3 separate regions of the Mus musculus genome follow, and regions 1 and 3 are each linked to region 2. The links are chromatin contacts, called in public promoter capture Hi-C maps. All regions are on one chromosome and are shown on one strand. The core of a region is the stretch at or near the end of the contact, and the rest is flanking DNA. Distances in the headings are between cores, read along the strand shown.

Region 1 (3,628 bases), core at 564-3,063, 250 kb before region 2:
CTAATAAAAACTTCAGAAGAAACTGCAGGAGCGCACACTAATGCCTTCCTTATTGAGAGAGGAGTGCTGGCTTATAAGGGCTATACAAGAGGATATGGAGAGACAGCTAATGGGACAAGATGAGAAAGGCTGCTCCCATGAAACCTGGCTTGTGAGCTTGTGACCTCTTCAGCGAGATCTATTGGATAGGAAAGGCATAATAGAAACTCAGACTTAAGTCATTGTAAAAGTATATACATATATATTGTATATACATTATATATATATTCTAATTTTTATCCTAGACATAAATCATAGATACTGCAAATATCATATATTTAAAATGTATCATCTTTATAGACATTTTTATCAAGTACTGCTCTACAAAGCATGACAGGAAAAGAAGGTAGGTTGAAACTTGACGATATTAATGCTATAAAATTCCACACAATTTGAATTTTATAGAATTTTGCATTGTCTACAAATATAATTTGTCTTCTTACTGTAGGCTCTAAGACCGTTTGTATTCCGAGATGCTGAAATCGCTGTTTCTCAAGGACGGGACCCATGTCTTCAAGTCCACACTAAATAGCTCTTCCAAGTTCAGTGGATAAACAATTTAGATGTATCATGTCTCAAATGGTCTTGTTGCATCCGTTTGATCATTGTGCAGCAGGCCCTGCAACAGGGGGAGAGCATGGGTGCACACACAGTACTCTTCCCCCACTCTTCCAGCCCCTGGAATGTCAAGGGTTAGCAGAACAAGGAGAAACTTGAGAGAATGCAAAGCAAGCCCAATACTGGCAGGGTGCTGGGGCATGTGGGAGGGAGTGTCACTGTAGGTCAGATCTGGGGTCCCCAGGAAGTCGGGGAGGGGGGATCTGGAAATTCACGCTGGATGTGGTGTGTTAAAGGTTTCTCAGTGAGTTATCAGGACACATGCTGAGGCTATCACAAGTCCAACCTCTTCATCCACCCTGCCTGCCAAGTCTCTGCCTCCACGGGGCAGAGACTTTCTTCCACCAGAGTGGCTCCACTGATTATTCCTATCGCCCTGGGCCCCTGCCTGCTCCTGTTGCCTAGCCTCGCTTTCAGTGAGTCACCAGATACCCTGGTAAGAAAACCCAGCTTTGGAATGAAAAAGGAGAAAGGCATAGACATTTCCTGTTGCTTTGTTCATGCCCACCATCGTCTTTGGGAATCCTTTAACCTCTCAGAAGCTCTCCTTTCCCTCCGAAAGACCAGCAATTACAATAGCCATGCTTACCTCCAGGGAGGTGAATATCAAAGGAGATGGGGGATGTAAGCAGGTCTTGCTTAGCTTAGCATAGCATGCATGTTAATTATCTTTGTTGAGGTTTGAACGGGATGGGGTTTGACGCCAAAGCAAATCTTATAAATGCTGGTCTTCCAGAGGGAACAGAGCACACCGGGGACTTTCTCATATATACAAATATGAATTTCGGTTAAATTTGGTGTTTATATCTTTGGAAGTATATTTGTTTCCGATCCTTTCCGGATTTTCTCCCAGCCATTTACTAGTCTTGGACCCGTTTATTTCTATCTTTTTTAAAAATCCTCTGCTTCCTCTCGAATATCATGAAGATAACTGAACACATTCCCAGGGCGTATTAGCAAGATCCTTTGAAAAAAGGCGTAGAGAACACTGCGTAAGTGATGCTTTTTAATCAAGAAAGGACTTAGCTGAAGCCTGCAGGCCTGGCGCTGAGCTAGGCTGGGTTGTGAGGCGCTCGGCTCGCAGACTGGTCCAGCAGGGGGCGCCCGGGCACCTCACTGCAGCATCTTGGTGGCGGAGCGCAGCGGCGGCTGGCCGGAGCTCGCGTCCTGCCGCAGTCTCTGCGCTGCTAGTCTGAGCGAGCGCGAGGGAAGAGACCCCGTCCGGGCACCGCACTTGCAGCCCCAGCGACTCCCAACCGCAATCGCGGCCCCCCAACTCTCAAACGCCTCCTGTAGCCCGCGTGGGTCAGGGTGGGAGAGCTTCCTAGTCTCCGCGGGCGGATTGCGAACTTGGAGAGGACCGCGGCTGTCTCCCCGGCCTGGACAGTGAACAGGTGAGTGACACGCACGTGTCCAGGTGGCTCCCTGAGGACAGGGTACGAGCCCCTGAGGGCTCAGCCCCTGGGTGAGTCCCGGTGGTCTCCGGGTCCCTCCCTAAGGGCGACTTTGGGGTTCTCCTGAGAGATGTGAACGCCAGCCACCAGGCTTGACAGCGCGTCCTGCGCCTAAGGCGTCCTTCCGAATTAGGGGACATCTGCTCTTTATGTGGAGCCTGTGAGCTGCAGAACATGCAGCCCACTGTGGGCTTGCTCCTGGCTGCAGGACCTGTTGATCTCAGGGTAGCGAGCCAGCCGGGGGGCTTGCGCAGTCACAACCTCTTTGGTGTGGCTGTTGCCTTGTGATAAGATGAAGGAAAATTCCTAGCAGAGAAACTGAGAAATCTTGATTTCAGGAGAGGTCTGACCCAGAGAGAAGCGATCTCACTCCACCACCATCAGACTGGATTCACTGCTGTCTTGGACAGCTGTGCTTTGCTTTCTTTCTTTCTTTTTTTTTTTTTTCTTTTTCTTTTTAGAAGGCCATAAAAGCATTAAAATGTAATTATAAAGATGCCCCCACTCGCCTCAAGAGGAAGTGGAAAACTCTGACCTTGATAAACACAGTCTGCGAAATGATTTATTAGGAGCAAAACCTTTTGCTAAGTAAATAAACAGATGGATGAAGCTTTAGAAACGCAATTGTCGTAGGTCTAACAGAGTCCCCACAGGTAGCCTCTTTGGTTAGTATACACCTAAGTGTGGAGGGAGTCAATGAATTCGACGATTGGTCAGTAGTACCAAATGAAACAACACACGTCTTTCCTTCACTCTAATGTTTCCTCTGATGACTTCATGCATACGGAAAAGCAACGCCTTTCATCCCCTAAATATTTAGGTGTGATTTTAGGATGGAAACTTGAAACTTGTTTGGTTTTGCCTCCGGGAAAGCAAATCTGCTCCGAGAGTGAACTTCAGGCCACGGCAGGAATAGTTCCTGTGTTTGAACCATTGAGTTTCCTCAGATCTGAGGGATAGAAGGTCTCTGGTTAATTCAACAGATACTTGCCTGTAGGTTACTATGACAACAATTGACACGTTGATGGTTTCCGTCAAATTTTCATGGGGAAATAAAATGTGAAGGCATCTTTAGAGGGCAGCGTTGCATCGCCCCCCCCTTTTCCCTAAACATATTAGGCGGCTGACATTAAGCAGCTGGATCTTTATGACGTCATAAATGGGGACACTTTATGACATCACAAATGGGACACTTTAACTAACATAATTAATTTCTCCTATGTGAGACCCGTGAGCTTCGGAGGCCAAGGGGAGTTGCTGAAATATTTGACTTGGCTTTAAAAACATATACTTTGATGCTTACTTTAAATGAAGACTATAGCCAGATTCTAGATGCATGGGGATGATACTTTTGCATGAAATGGCAAGTTATTGTCTACAGATGCTCCGTACACAAGCACGCTCTGTGTTTCAAAGAGCCAGCAGCTGTTTGTAAGTTAAAAAAAAATCTAGTAAACAAATTCAACATGCAAACCTTAAATAGAAGGGAGATATATAAAATGACAAATGAGGAATTT
Region 2 (3,386 bases), core at 763-3,262:
ACGACAAACAGGACCACCTCACCTGGGAATGGAACCTGGCCATTAAGAAGGATTGGACAGAATGAGTGCGTCTGTCCGTCCCTCCTGTCACCTTCCTCACCCACCAGAAGAGTTCTCCCGACCATGTTGATCATCACAAACTCCCTCCTCCCTCCCTGTTCCTAGCTAGGCCCTTTCTCTGTCACACACACACACACACACATTTCATCACCAATATGTTTTATCTTACCCCATCTCTCAGAGTGTTCCCTGCAAATGAGACTTAAAACCCTGGCTTCTCCCACCTTGAGTCCTGAAGGTCAAGAAATGGGCAAGCTCCGGCTGACGCCTCCTTGGCCTTCTGTTCAGAAGTTTATTCTTGCCACTGGGTTCTTCCGGTTCGATGAACCCCGTTGTCTTCTCTGCCAAGGGGAGCTCTCCTTTTGTGGGAGACACTGTAAACAACACCAAAGGAAAAGAATAAAATCGTTGTGTGTGTGACTGAGAACCTCATTTGCTTTCCTTTGCCCTTAAATAAATATGGTACCAGAAAGCCCACATTGTGAGTTGTCTTATGCATGGGCGTATGGATGAGAGCCATGGTACAGGGGATATGTATGTCTTTGCCAACGGGTTGTCACAATATAATGGTCAGTGAATGTTAATAATACAGAGGATGAACATTCTAAATCTCATTGATTGTGTAATATTTTCTTAGAATGGCCTCATCTAAGATTGAGATGAACACCCCACTGCCTGTAGAAACCTCTTCTTAGCCTTGACTCGTGGGTCAAATCAGGCTGTCTCCTGCTTCGTGGGCTCCCAACATCTACTGATGAAGAAGTGGAAGCGTCAACGCTACTTCATTGTATTACGTCACATAAAGGCCTATCGCAAGATGGTCTCCACACGGATCACTCTCTTCCTTCCCATGATTCTCAGTGACTAAAGTTCTTTCACATTCTGTTTTCACCTCTAGATTTTTGGCTCTTCCCCGTTAAATCCCTTGTGATTGGTTAATAGTGATCATCAGCTTGACAGACTCTAGAGCCACCTAGGAGAAGAGCCCCCGAGGCCTGCTTGTGAGGGAGTTTCTAAATTAGGTTCATGGAGGTGGGAAGACTCACCCTACCTATGGGTGGTGTCCTTCCGTGCCGGGACATATTACAATGGAGAAAGCAGGCTGAACACCACCATCCCTCATCATCATTCCTAACTGTGGGTATAGTGTGACCAGCCGTCTCGATCTCCTGCAGGGTGCCTTCCTCCCTGCCGGGTGCCTTCCTTGCTGTGATTGACTGCACCCTCAAACTGGGAACCAAAATAAACCCCACCTTCTTTAGGTTGCTCTGGTCACTTAAAATATTTTCTCACAGCAGGGAAAAGCAACACAAGTCCGTTCCACATTTTGATGCCCAGAGCCTATTCGCCCAGGCCTCTGTCTGTAGCGACTTCGAGGCAGACATCCTCCATCAAATCCCACATGGCCCTAAGAGTTCCCCGTGTCTCTCACAGCAGCCTATGAATTTTTCTGTGTTTTACCACTCTCTGATACATGTTTAAATCATGGATTTTTGTGTTCACCTCTCCCATCAAGAATGTAAGCTGAGCTGGGCAGTGGTGGCGCACGCCTTTAATCCCAGCACTTGGGAGACAGAGGCAGGCAGATTTCTGAGTTTGAGGACAGCCTGGTCTACAGAGTGAATTCCAGGACAGCCAGGGCTACACAGAGAAACCCTGTCTCAAAAAACCAAAACCAACCAATCAAACAAACAAACAAAAACAAACGTAAGCTGAGAGGCACTGGGTCAGCTCACAGCCATATTTATAGACTGCTTAAATCAATAAGCCGCATAGAGTACCTACATATTTTTTTTTATTATTTAAATGAACGGACCCGACTTCCTTCTGGCTGGATATGTTCCAGAGCTCTTCCACTGTGAGCCACTTATCACAGAAGGTGAAAGTTCCCCCCTGGAGTCAGCTGCAAGGTTCCCAGAGCTCTTATAACACACAACCACTTCAGTTCACCAGCCTGTCCTGGATTGGCACCCACTCTCAACATCTACAGTGGGCACCAGAGAGCAACAATGAAAATCACCAGGTCTAGATGCCTAATCCTCTCGTTTGTCCTCGTGTGTGGGCTGGTTCCAGAGGTTACAGCAGATGTGGAAGAAGCCACGGGTAAAAGAAAGAAAAATAGAAAAAGAAAAAAGGGGTGGGGGTGGGGCAGTGGTGTGGCCACAGTGAAGCTGCCATGAGGAAAAGACAGGGACAGGGACTCGAGAAAATACCATGCGTGCTTTCATTCCAAACTAGAAATTTTCCAGACGCTTCTGGGTTAAGATGCATATTGCCCACACTTCCTCTCCTCTCACTGCAGATGGTCTCAGCACTACCCAGGAACCCATATGGCTCACAGACGTCCCAGCCACCGTGGAACTCATCGCTGCTGCTGAAGTGGCAGTCATAGGCTTCTTCCAGGTTTGTGATACACCCCACCTGCATACCCATAATCGGGCATCTTGGCTTTAAGGTAGTCAATCCAGGGGCCTGTTGGGCTAGTGACATTTGGGAGTGAGAGGGCACACACTCTGCTTTCAGATTATCATCCAAGGTTCTTTTGTTTCAAAGCTGTCTGCCCTCCGCATGAGGTCTTTCACTCGCTTGCTTCAGGGTCTCTGAGTCTCATGGCTGAATCTCCTTACCTGTGGACACTTTGAAAGAAAGCAGGTGTCAGCAGGGAGTCAGTCAAATCTCATCGTTGTCCTAAATGCCCTAAACTCCCTGAGTCTGGACCCATAGAACCCTGCTCACAGGCGGAAGGGAAAGTAGAGGCACTTTTAAATTTTATTCGTTTATTCATTAATTTATTATTCAAGATAGGGTCTCAAAACTAAGGCCAGCCTAGAACTTGCAGTGTAGCCTGTGCTTCTCTCACATGGACAATCCTCCTGCCTCAGCCTCCTGAGTAGTGGTCTAAAAGGACTATGCCACACACTCAGGCCAAACCAATAAAACCTGGAAACACTTTTCACAGGATGTGCTAAAAAAAAAAAAAAAATAGGGAGGCCTTCACTCGTCTTTCTCGCCTTCTCCGAATACTGAAGAAGGTGACAGGATAACTGACAGCTTCCTCATTGGCTGTAGGCTAACACGTAGACAGTCACACACAAGAGGGTCTCATCCCAGCCTTTCCCTCTCGCTCTGCTAATAGCAGATGGCAATCCTCACAGCTAATCCAGCCGTTCTTCAGACATTCTTGTCTACTTCCATCCCTTGATTCCAACCCACAGTCACCCTGTCCATTCCGTGTACACAGCTGGAAATGGCTGAGATGGGGTGCCAGCAGGAGTCCGGTTTTGGTGCTAAGGGACTGAGTTTCAGAAAGGAAAGAGCAAAGAATG
Region 3 (3,657 bases), core at 481-2,980, 140 kb after region 2:
CTTTGCTTGGGAAGGTTGAAAATGCGGTTTAAATTACTTCCATGAAAGATGTGTCATGCCAGTTAACTCGTTCAGTTTTCACATTTGGAAGTCAACATTGAAAACAATGAAGTCCGACCCACCAGCCAGTGCCTCTGTTGAACTCCTAAACCCCCTGTTAAGTACAGGTCCTCTTCTCGCAGCTGCACAGGCAGATACCAAATCCACCTGTCCCAAGCCGGAAGTCGTTATCTTTTAAACCCGCGGACTTTCAGGATTTTAACTATCAGCAAACACCTTTGGGCATCACCCTTGAGTCCTCCCTCTCCCTGGGATCTCAAATTCAAGAAAATACCAGGTCCCGTTGATTCTCTTTTTAGACCTTTTGAGCCCATCTCCTGCTTCTGCCTTTCCCCGCTTTGACTCACGGGTACCATAGAAACAGAAGCCTTATATAAAGGCTCTGATTTTGTTTGCCTCTCTCCGGGACATTTCTTCCTTGACAGCGTGAGTGGGCTTTTCAAAAGTCACGTGACCAGCTGTGGAACTGGCTCAGTAAGTAGAGAGCTTGCCACGCAAGAGTGAGAACTTGAGCCTGGATCCCAGACTCCACATACTGTCAGATGCAGTAGCACACAAATGGAATCCCAGCACGGCCTCAGGGGGAGAATGGAGACTCCTTGGAGATCCCACCCAGATGCGTGAGTTTACCACAAACAGCTGTGAACAAGAGACTCTGTCTCAAGGTAGAACATTAATGCTGACACTCAAGGCTGCCCTCTGACCTCTCTCTACATGTGCACCATGATATGAACACACATACATTGTTTAGAAGTCATTTGACTTACGTGGGGGACTAAGCTAAATCCTCAGATCACAAATTGAAAAAATAAAAATTGACCATGTCAAGTGCTCTTTCTGACTTTTAGAATATAGTCCGAACTCCCAGTCCCTGTCATACCTCTGCCTAGTCCTCTGATGCCTTCTGTTACCACCCGACGCCACAGCATGTCAACCAAGCTGTATCCCTTGTTTCCTCAAATATACCTCACCCTTTCCCACCTCTGTCTTTTCACAATCCATCCTCTTGCCTAACACTGCCGTCCTCCTTCCCACTCAGCCAACGCCCGTTTATCCTCCAGAGCTCAGCTTAGGGACGTTTATGCTCTCCGGGAAACTTCCTTGACTTCTGGACTCATGTTGACTTTCCCCTGCATGCCCACTGTGCTCTGTTCTTTTCTCCATTGTTGACCTTAGCTCTTCATTCATCTGATGTTCGTCTATCCCGTTAGAATGAACGTGTGATCCAAGCGGACATTCATGCATCCACACCGTTGGTGATTGTGTCCCCAGAGCCTTGCTACCATCCAACCCGTAGTGAAGAGCTGATAGATGGAGGTTGGCTGGACCGCAGATGCGCAGCTCATCCTAGTAGACGCTTGTGTTTTGTTGTGCAGCTAAAGCTGAAGTACTAATGGGCTGTCACTGCTGTGCTTGCCGTAAGCCCTTCGACCTTTATTTTCCATTTCATAAAGCCTGATATGTAAAATATACTGCTCCCTTCTTCTCTTCCCTCTTCCCAGTGATGTGTCACAAACGGGTGTATTTTTATTGGATGAGGCCCTGGTAATCCTGTCGTTTATAGCTCTGACCTTTCTGTGTGCAAACACACAAAGTGAACTTTGCTTTACCTCCTACCATAATGTGCCTGCTAATTACTGGCAGCCAGGCTGAGTCTCACGGCCCGTGTGACCAGTGTGGCAAGACCAGAAAGGTGCGTGGGGAAGAGAAGACCAAGGGACTCTGCTAGCGACTCTCCAGAGGGGCTCCCTGTGTCTCTAAAAGCGAGCAATCCAGGGGGGCATGGTGCTACGGTGAGCCAGGTCATGACGTCACTGCTGGGCTTGGCTGTGCGGTTACTGCTCTTCCAGCCCGCGCTGATGGTGTTCTGGGCCTCTCAGGTGAGGCAGAACTGCCGCAATGGCAGCTACGAGATCAGCGTCCTGATGATGGACAACTCAGCCTACAAAGAACCTATGCAAAACCTGAGGGAGGCTGTGGAGGAAGGACTGGACATAGTGCGAAAGCGCCTGCGTGAAGCCGGTAAGACTATGGGAAAGGACTCCTTCTTGCTATGTACGACCTTTTGCTTCAAGGCAGAGACCTCGCAGACTTTGCCCAATCACCCAAACTCCTCTAAATTCATCTCAGAACTCCATTCTCTTTCCTTCCCGGGGAGAGGGGTTGGAGTGAGCTGTGGTCCACCCCACCCTGCTGGAAGAAAAGGTAAAGTGCTCACAGCAGTGACATGCCCTACTTAAATCTGGGTTTCTGGCCAGCTGTAGACATCATGCCTCCTTCTGTAGCCGTTCAGAGGCAAGATTTGGGCTGGATCTGAAATTTCATAAGGCTCCTGGGCATACAGATACTGAACCTTTCTCCACACCTCTTATTCATAGAAAGATTTTTTCCCCTCTGGCAGTGCAGACTCTCCCTGCCTCTCGTGGCTCTCGCTGTCAGATATAGACAGGGTTATACATTTATGATTGAATTCATTGTTGCCTTTCTTGACCTTATCTTTTATTTGTAAAAAAAAAATCAATTTTATAATTTGACATAAAACACGTAAAGAAGGACCAAGTGCCTGCAATAATTTTGTACTGCCTGAATACTCTTTCTCGGTGTCTTGTTTTTGAGACCTTGGTGATTAGTATGGCACAGGGACGATTTTACATCTTCTCTGTCACAACACATCATCCTGCAAATGACTTTCTTAGGGCTACATTGCTACCTCAGTCATCATATGAATCCCTTAGACTAGAAACCATCCCAATTATCTAAAAATTCTCTTCTCAAGAAATATCTAATCGTTTTTAATTTCTTGTGGTTATTTTTTTTACAGTGCTACGATCCTTTTTCTTATATATAGTTCTTTTCCATTCCCAGAGACTCCATTGTCACAAATAGAATTACTGAGTCACTGGGTACTTGGTACATCTTAATGGTTACTTTTGGTCTTAAAGGTGGCATATAATAATCTTCTGTCTAAAACCTTGTGACAAGAATTTACTTCTGTGCATGCATGTAATCTTCCCAGATGTGTCCAGACTAGATTCAGACGCACATGTGCCAGTCTGATGTAGACCTAAGTAGAACTGAGAGGCTGTGTAATAACATGCACATGTTTACTGAGGGCATGATATAGCACACACATGTGTGCTGAGACAGGGTGGTCCGTGGTAAAGAAGTTGGATCTTCGACCTGGGTTAAGATTCTGTCTGTTAGCCTGGGTGTTAAGCGTGGCCATCTCATAGAGGCTCCATTTGTTTCCTGAGAATTTGCCACATGCTAGACAAGTTCTGGAGAATGTCTCATCACACCATCTCTTTAGTCACCACAGCTCTGTGGGTTGGCATGGTGGACAATGGTGTCACAGCAGATGCAAACCACCTTACATCCATTGAAGCAAGATGCAGATCCACTTCTGCCTGAGTCCTATGGGTGTATCATGTTGCCACTGCAAGTGACCCACCACTAACTACACCTCTCACTAAGACAGAGCAATGGAACACTATCATCAGCAAAGATTCGGATTCTGATGGAATTTGGTTCATTGTCCTGCCTGACTATTTACCATAGCTATCACCTGAAGCAAGTTGCCTAACTTTCCTGGTGCTC

Evidence for each region. Capture Hi-C pulls out chosen DNA fragments and counts their contacts.
Region 1: a promoter capture Hi-C map of pancreatic islet shows a contact between it and region 2. The contact joins the promoter of Rerg here to the promoter of Erp27 in region 2. A contact is called at or near these places in 4 of 39 promoter capture datasets (the 3T3-L1 cell line, cranial neural crest, liver and 1 more), 3 of 484 Hi-C or Micro-C datasets (cortical neurons, palatal mesenchyme and uterus), 1 of 115 datasets of contacts at active chromatin or transcription factors (craniofacial prominence) and 1 of 9 other capture datasets (pancreatic islet).
Region 3: a contact with region 2 is called in a promoter capture Hi-C map of liver. The contact joins the promoter of Gucy2c here to the promoter of Erp27 in region 2. A contact is called at or near these places in 1 of 484 Hi-C or Micro-C datasets (stem cell-derived neurons), 1 of 115 datasets of contacts at active chromatin or transcription factors (memory CD8 T cells) and 2 of 9 other capture datasets (adipose tissue and liver).

The regions. Positions count from the first base shown.
Region 1 is chr6:137,167,903-137,171,530 of GRCm38.p6, reverse strand. It overlaps Rerg (RAS-like, estrogen-regulated, growth-inhibitor), which reads left to right and starts at 1,813. Exons shown (of 5, transcript NM_001164212.1): 1 at 1,813-2,051.
Region 2 is chr6:136,920,806-136,924,191 of GRCm38.p6, reverse strand. Erp27 (endoplasmic reticulum protein 27) reads left to right here and starts at 2,012. Exons shown (of 7, transcript NM_026983.2): 1 at 2,012-2,163; 2 at 2,363-2,463. The coding sequence starts at 2,070. It overlaps Arhgdib (Rho, GDP dissociation inhibitor (GDI) beta), which reads left to right. Exons shown (of 6, transcript NM_007486.5): 6 at 1-532. The coding sequence ends at 65.
Region 3 is chr6:136,779,815-136,783,471 of GRCm38.p6, reverse strand. It overlaps Gucy2c (guanylate cyclase 2c), which reads left to right and starts at 1,730. Exons shown (of 27, transcript NM_001127318.1): 1 at 1,730-2,082. The coding sequence starts at 1,866.